3 separate regions of the Sus scrofa genome follow, and all the other regions are linked to region 3. A link is a contact called in public Hi-C data. All regions are on one chromosome and are shown on one strand. Each heading gives the region's core, a stretch centred on a gene start, on an enhancer-like site or on the middle of the called end of the contact. The rest is flanking DNA. Distances are from core to core; before and after follow the strand shown. Region 1 holds the start of LLPH (protein LLP homolog). Region 2 holds the start of TMBIM4 (protein lifeguard 4). Region 3 holds the start of HELB (DNA helicase B).

The links. Hi-C and Micro-C count contacts between places; a contact is called where the count stands out from the background.
Region 1: a contact with region 3 is called in a Hi-C map of liver, with 4 times the contacts expected there. The contact joins the promoter of LLPH here to the promoter of HELB in region 3. A contact is called at or near these places in 2 of 47 Hi-C or Micro-C datasets (heart right ventricle and liver).
Region 2: a Hi-C map of skeletal muscle shows a contact between it and region 3, with 7 times the contacts expected there. The contact joins the promoter of TMBIM4 here to the promoter of HELB in region 3. A contact is called at or near these places in 1 of 5 promoter capture datasets (liver), 6 of 47 Hi-C or Micro-C datasets (heart right ventricle, liver, mesenteric adipose tissue and 1 more) and 1 of 2 datasets of contacts at active chromatin or transcription factors (skeletal muscle).

The regions. Positions count from the first base shown.
Region 1 is chr5:30,484,269-30,486,968 of Sscrofa11.1, forward strand. LLPH (protein LLP homolog) reads right to left here and starts at 1,266. Exons shown (of 3, transcript XM_003126360.5): 1 at 736-1,266.
Region 2 is chr5:30,510,164-30,512,863 of Sscrofa11.1, forward strand. It overlaps TMBIM4 (protein lifeguard 4), which reads right to left and starts at 1,395. Exons shown (of 7, transcript XM_003481653.4): 1 at 1,206-1,395. The coding sequence starts at 1,302.
Region 3 is chr5:30,644,072-30,646,771 of Sscrofa11.1, forward strand. HELB (DNA helicase B) reads left to right here and starts at 1,307. Exons shown (of 13, transcript XM_003126364.4): 1 at 1,307-1,789. The coding sequence starts at 1,585.

The sequences.
Region 1 (2,700 bases), core at 16-2,515, 160 kb before region 3:
CAGAGCTTTTAAAAAACACTTAACCCATAAAAATATACAACCCCCGCTCCAGACGGCTCTCACTTTTCTGGACGACCTCCTGCCCTAGGCCAGCTCTCATTTTCTGGGACTGTCTGCATTCTGCCTATGGTATGCGTATCCCTAAATAACCTTGCTTTCCCTTTACTCTGGTTTGCTCTTGAATTCTTTCCTGATGGAAGCCAATAACCCTGACTGGCAGTCGGTCCTAAGGATCCCTGCAGGTCCCAGGACGTGACACTTCCCTTCTCCTGCAACACGACAAAGACAGGGGCTAAATACGTCCTATTCATCGCTGGATCTTCCAATGTATAGCCCTTTACACATAGTAAAGTTTAAACAAATATTTGTTGAACATATGACTGGTGGAGTAACATTTTTTGGATGCCAGCAATCACAAATTCACTCACTCCCCAGAGTACCCAAGCCCTGAGAGGAGCAGGGACATAAGGGTGGCAGCACACAACCTCGACAGCCGAGGTTAACCTGACCGTGACTGAACGACTAAGGAAAGCCTCCACTTCCCACAGAGGACCGGGAAGCCCGAGGGCCGTCACCAAGACCACGGCAGGCCCGATCCCTCCAGGAGGCCTGCGTCTCTAGGCCAGGATCAAGCTTGCCCAAAAAGGGACTAAGCTTGAGAAAAGACGCTCTACTCGCAGCGGAATCGAGTCCCAAACCCCAAGCCCCACTGGAGTCAGGGGGTAAAGAACTCACCTGAGAAAGCGCAGAAACTTAGACGCCACACGCCACTCACGCCGACAGGAAGTCCCTAAACTTCCGCCTTCCGGGCAGCCAGCTCCGCTGCACGCCGGGAGCCCAAATGCCCCGGATGGCCTGGAGAGGCGGGTTCTCTGGAGTCCGGGGCTGACGCACTTCCTGCCTTCAGGGCGAGTGGGGACGTAGTCTGTCTCCTCCTAGGTGGGTTGTAAAGTCGGATTTAAAGCGGGGGAACCCCGGCTGGGGATCCGGCTCCAGCGAGACCTGCTTTCCGGACGGGGGCGGGGCAACCCCTAGACTAATCCTAGGAGGGGTCCCTGCCAGATGACCTCCTTTGTTGCCTGTCCAACAGAGAGCTGAGAGCCTACCTTTAGAACTCACCTCTCGCCTCACACCTCGCATCGCCCAATTAAGATTGTTACAGAAACTGCAGAAACATGGCAGCAGAAGGAGACAAAGGGCACTCAGGAATGTGGCAAAGCGAGGTTTATTCAGCACCAGTGTGGGCTCAGAGGAGTCACCTCCAGAGTCTGAGCACCAGGTCCTTGTTCTCAGCAACTTTTATACCCTACTGGGTCTTGTTTTTCCCATGTTAGGAGCTGGGACCTCCCCCTTCCCTGAACGGACTGTGTTCCTAACTGATAATCGTTTGGAGCAGATTAGCTGGTGAGCAGAACTGAACAGGCACTCTGCTGCTTTTTCAGACAAGGAGGGGGATTATGTCTCTTAGTTAAATCTCCTGCTTCAGGATCCTCTTTATTTGTAGCCCTTAAATTTCCCCAATCCCAGGTGATGGTCTCACAGTTGTATGTCAAAACTTGTCAAATTGTATCCTTTAAATATGTGTAACTAGTTGTATATCAGTTATACCTTAAAGCTATTAGGCAAAACAACCCCTTTCCCGTCCAAAGACAAGTTCAGAGGATAAAATGATCAAACTAATTCAGATATTCCCTTAATGTATACCAGACACAATGTAAGCCTTGGGACAGATGAATTAGGTGAAGGACACATTGATGACAAACAACTTGACTAGTTGTTTTTATTATAATTTTACATATGCTCCTAAAACATTGGCTTCAGAACCAGGCAGGTCTGTGGGATTTATGGTTCTAACCCTTCCTTGTGAGTAGTATGAGTAATGTCTCAGAGCCTGGATTTCCTTATCTATAGAATGAAGCTGATAATCCTAGATAGGGGATATAAGAGCCCAACAAATGGTCACACATTTTTACAAAAATTTCAGACATGCACAGGACTATTTGTAAGCAGTATTTTCTAGATATTTACAATATATACCAATAAATAGTCTGAATTGTCTTTAATCATGGCTTAGTAAACTCCTGTCTGGTTACAAGTAGAGTTTACTGAAACAATTTATGGGTACTTTTTTCTTTAAATTTGCATCCTTGAAGAAAGCGTGCATCATGTGGAAATTACTAAACTCAGAATTCAGCAAGTGTTTTGTTAGTTTTTTTTTAAACAGGGTGAAAAACGCTTATAACATGTAGTGTGTGTGTGTCTGTGTGTGTGTTTAAAAGCATGCTTGTTGGGGAGTGGGGGATGCACTGGGGCTTTAGGATGGAAATGCTATAAAACTGGGTTGTGATGATCGTGTACAATTATAAATGTAATAAAATTCATTGAGTAATTTTTAAAAATAAAAATAAAAGCATGCTTGAAAAACCTTTCTTTAAAGGGGAAATTAAGTTTCTATAGAGCAAGTGGATTCCTATTTTATAAGTTAACCATATATTAGATCTTAGCCATCTCTGCCAAAAATACATGTTCACACTGTATTTTAAATTGGAGAAGGCTCTGCCAAAAATACATGTTCACATTGTATTTTAAATTTCAGATAGCCCCAAATTGACTGCATCTTGCTTAACAAACCAAGCTGAGACTTTTGAATAGAAACTTGGCACCAGAAAAGAGAAAAAAATTATTATGACAATGTGGTGT
Region 2 (2,700 bases), core at 145-2,644, 130 kb before region 3:
CTTAAAAAGGAAAAAAACTCTGACATGCCACAAAATGAATGCACTTGCTAAAAACGTACTGATTGAAATATACCAGTCACAAAAAGACAAATACTGTATGATTCCAGTTAGATGAGGGATCTAGAGTGGTCGAATCCACAGAACAGAAAAGTAGAACGGTGGCTTCCTGGAGCTAGGGAAAGGGGAAAGTGGGAAGTTGTTTGCTGAGTATAGAGTTTGTTTTGCAAGATAAAAACATTCTGGTGACACTGAAAATGCTTAACATACTGTACTGTACTTAAAAATAATTAAAATGGTAAAATTTTAATGTTATGCATATTTTACCACAATTTACAACTTTCTAATTTAAAAGCTGAGCCCACTTGCCAAAATAATTTCAAAATTCAATTCTAGAAATACAGATACTAGGAATCAAGATTCTCTGTGCATAATCTCTTCATAATTCCTCTTCCAGGAAAAGTTCCAGCTGCCATATAGGATGAAAACCTGAGGCAGCTTCCGTGACCAACTGGCTGAACTAGAGCAGACAATGAATTCCACTTGCATGAAGCTGAGCATTTTAAATTCAAATAATTTCTGCCCACTGAACATTGCATAGTAACATAACTAACATGGTCTTAGGAAACTTCCACTTCCAGCAACTGCCTCAAAATGTTGAGTTCTAGGTCCTGCAGAGAAAAAACAGCAACGAAATAGATATGGTGCCTGCCCTCACAGATCTTACGATTCGGCAAAGACAGACAAGGGCATAGAAACTTGAAACGCTGTTCTAAACCAAAAACATTCAAGCAGGTAACTCCTTTCAGGTGTGCGTCACAACGATCACATAATAAGCTTATTTTCACCAAAAAAGTAACCCTTGGTTTCTCTTAATTGAAAGATGCCAGATTCAGGCTGTGAAATATTCAGCTGTCCCTTTCTACACCCAAGAAGACTGAGGGACTCCAGATCAGGTGTCAAAGAGCACAGCGGGGCTACCACTTCTCCTCCCCCTCTGACCCCTGCGGAGGGAGGACGCTCTTCCTCCGAGATGGGGGACCCGCAGGGTCGGAAGGCTGCGGTCTGAACCCCTGGACTCAGGCGCTGTCTCCAGAGCACCACCGTGGGGGATGCTCGCCTCGGAAACCGGAAACCCGCCCCCAGAGACCCGCAGCGCGCCTGACAGACGAGGGTGGCCGAGAGGGGCCCGGCGAGGGGCCACGTACCCATTCGGATGTGCACGCTGGCGGAGGCCACGCAGCTGCCATAGTTGAAGTCATCCTCGATCGAGGAGCAGGGGTAGCGGGGGTCAGGGTCTGCCATGGCCGCGCGAAACCCCCAGCCGCCCAGCCGAGCCAGGGAGACGACGCCGGCACAACGGCCTCCAAGCCACTTCCGGAGGGAGGATCCAGCCCCAACTAGCCGAGCGGCGTCGGCCGAGCCAAGCCCCAGCTAATCGATGATCTCACCTCAAGAATCCAGTTAGGCTGAGAAAAAGGAGAGTGCTTTAGGTTAGGTTGGGAGAGAAAACGAATTACATTCTCGGCGTCATCTGAAGTGTAGGTTTTCTCACATTTTCTTCCACCAGCTTCTTACATCGTCTGACCTGGAAAGTTGCTAACGTGATAAAAGCGAAGACCTATTCATCCATTTATTCAACAAACACTCATCTCATTCATACACTCCACCAATAATCACTCTGGGGAGACACCTTTAATTACATTGCCTTTATTGAAGTATAGTTGATTTTAATTACACTATCTTGTTGTTGTTGTTGGCCATGCCTGCAGCACGCAGAAGTTCCTTGGCCAGAAATCTCACTCGTGCCGCAGCCGTGATCCAAGCCACATCAGTGACAATGCCATATCCTTTAACTGCTAGGCCACCAGGGAACTCTTAACTACATGATCTTTAATAATAATAACCCCTAAACTTGTTGAGCACTTCCTGTAAACCAGGCTTTCTGAATGAGATAATGCTTAGTCCTGGAATACAAATAGGAACCAACCAGGGAAGAGCAGAGTGATGGAGGTAGGTTCTCAAAGGACCAACATCTGCAAAGTGGCGTCTACCAGGGAGCTAAGTTCAGGTGGAGTAGGCCACTGATGGCAAGGAATGAGGCTGAATAGATAAAGGCCAGATTACTGTCTGCTAAATGTAGAATATGTTGGAAAGAGTCAAGACCAATGACGGGAAAGAGGGGATGTTGTCTTAATAAAACAAATCATGGTGACAAATAGGATGGATCAATGTGAACGTTCATGGTATTGCTGTCATTCCAATATGAAGACAAGGTGTAGATATACCCAGAATATTATCATCTCAGGATTTCTTGGAATTTTTTTGATGAGTTTACTTTGATCCACCCACAATTGACATCCTCATTTTATTTTTTATTTATTTATTTATTTATTTATTTGGTCTTTTTGCCATTTCTTGGGCCGCTCCCGCGGCATATGGAGATTCCCAAGCTAGGGGTCCAATCGGAGCTGTAGCTGCCAGCCTACGCCAGAGCCACAGCAACGCAGGATCCGAGCCATGTCTGCAACCTACACCACAGCTCACAGCCACGCCGGAACCTTGACCCACTGACCAAGGGCAGGGATTGAACCCGCAACGTCATGGTACCTAGTCTTATTCGTTAACCACTGCGCCACGACGGGAACTCCGAAATCCTCATTTTAACTGTAATACTCAAAAGTCTTAGCAGGCAGAATTTAG
Region 3 (2,700 bases), core at 57-2,556:
TTTCTCAAAGAAACATAAATTGACATTTGTACCCAAAGGGGGAAAAAATCAATTTTAGTATTTTCTCATGTACATTTTTTAAAAAAGGAACAAAAGCACCTTAAGAAGCACCTTAAGAAAAAAAAAAAAAAAACCTGAAGCATAGTTGATTTACAGTTGTGTTGGTTTCAGGTGCCCTAAGTTTAAAGAAAAATCTTTGGTAGTGGCTGTTGTTTATCTATATTAGAATCTAGAATAAGGTGCTTTGGATTTAGCAGTGTATGTATATTTATTTTAGGTTTATTATTGAGTAATTTCATAATAAATAGCGTTAAAATAGTAATGTAGCAATATATTCTATGGTGTTCCTCAAAGAATACCATGACTTTCAAGTGTGGGAACCATGGCTCCAGAATAACTTTTTATATTATTTTTTGCTGAACCGAAGCATGCAGCAGTTCCCAGGCCAGCGATGGAACCGGAGTCACAGCAGTGAGCGGAGACACAGCAATGACAACCCCGGATCCTTAATCCACTGTGCCACCAGGGAACTTTCCGGTATAACTTTTTAAACCACTTCTACTTGTCTTCTTCCTTTCCTGTCTGTACCCTGGGCTGTTTAGTAGACACACTTTTTTGCCTGACTGTGAGTAGGCAGCAGCCCAACTTGAATAAGTTTGGGCGGCCAGACTGTACTCACAGATGAAATGATAAAGAGGATTTAGAAAGTCATCTTGTCCAGTGCTTTCCAAACCTGGCAGAGCATCAAAATGGACAACTCGAAATATGCGTTAAAACAATCCTGGGTCCCTGTCCTAGATCCCCATACAATGGATATGCAATGGGACCTGAGATCTGTATCTTGATTAAAAGGCCTTTGATCATATAAATTTAATTCCTGAAAGAAATAGTGGCCCAAAGCAGTCACGGCTGGACAGATCTCCCGACGGAGATTCGCGGTTCTCCTCTTTAGAATGCGGCGGAAGGGCATTTGGATTTTTGTTTTGGAGTCGTCGGGAAGGGCTTGCTTTTCCGGGCTTTCTAGGCTCGCTAGATTGGTCTTCTCTCGCGGTTCTCTCTACGCAGGACACGCGGTGCGATAGCGGATCCACAAGCGTCACCTGGGCCGCTGCCCAATTAGTTTCTTCCAAGAACCTGGCGAAGCCTTAGGCAAGGCTGCGGGGCGGAGCCAAGAGAAAGAGCCCCTCCTTCTCTGCCCCGCCCCCTTCTCTGCCTCGCCCTCGCCCTGCTCCATCCTATGCCCATCCTCCGCTGGAGGCTTGGGGCGGAGCTTAGACACCGCCCCATCCACTCGGCGCAAGCCAGCCGCGGGGGGAGGGGAAGCGTTCGGGAAAGCTGTTCGTCTTCTTTTAAAAATATATTTCAGGTGTGCAGCATCAGAGTTCAACATATTTGCACACTGCAGCGTAGTCACCACCTCAAGTCTCTAGCTTCCATCCATTCGTATACATTTAACCCACTTCATGCATTTCACCCACCCCCCTGGAAGCTGATGGTCCTGCGGTCGCAGAGCTGATTGGCTGATCTTGGGCGTCTACGCCGCCCGGTTTTCCGGAATTTGGGTTGAGCTGGGGAAAATCGAGTATGGCCTCGTTTAGTCAGCGTGTCTTGTTGAGTCAGCCCTTGCGCGAGCTGCAGGGACCTCTGCTCCCACCCAAGGACCTGCTGGAGGCGGAAGATGATTATCTGAGGGAGGATGTGGAGGATGATGAAGACACGGTGTTTGTCGATGCTGAGGAACTCTGCAGTGGGGGCATAAAGGCTGGCAGCCTTCCCGGGCGGCTCCGTGGTAAGGACGCAACTCGCCCCGGGGAATGGGATTGGAGGATGAGTGAACTGTTTACTAATACGACCTCCACCTAAGTAAGGCGCCCCCTCGCTGCTAACAGGCTTGTTTTGAGATGGTCTAGGTGTTTCGTCTTGTGTAGGCTAAAATTAACAGTAACAGCAATAATAGTAACAGTGGCTTGAGCAAGTACTCTGTGTTAAGCTTGGGCTCCACGTGCATCTCATTTAGTTCACAACTTTTTGAGGTAGTTTCATAGTCAAGAAAACAATGGATATCCAGCCAGTATTCACACTCAGAATCAGGGCTTTTAACTATTTCCCTGTCTTTTCTGGAGTCGAATACGTGGTTATTTTTCAGCTATTTAGACATACACAAGAAACACGTGAAGGCACTGTTAATTCATTAACCTTGTCTTAACCTTGTGATCTGTGTTTACCTTGTATAGTTTCCTGTCCTATGAATTACACCTACTGTGTGTACCTCGTGACTGATGTTTAAGAATGTTTGAATGTTCAGACCAGAACTGTCAGTACAATTTTCTGTGGCGATGGTATTGCTTTATATTAAACTACCCTCTGCAGTAGCTGCTAGCCAGGTGTAGCTGAGAACTTCAGATGCAGCTTGTGCACCTGAGGAGCTGAATGTTAAAATTTAATTGATTTAAGTTTAAGTAGTTATATGTGAGTGGATCGCACGGGTTTAGACAGAACGTTTTTAAGTATATGTGGAGGGTTTAGTCATTTATCCTAAAGCTGTTAGTGACTGGCTACCACATTCAAGCAGTGTGTTTGTTGCTAGGATATTCTGTAGAGATTAGGTGGAGATTGCTGTCTTAATGGAGTTTACCCTCTCCTGAGTTAAACAGACATTTGGTAAATAATCACAGGAGAGGGAGTTCCCCTTATGACTCA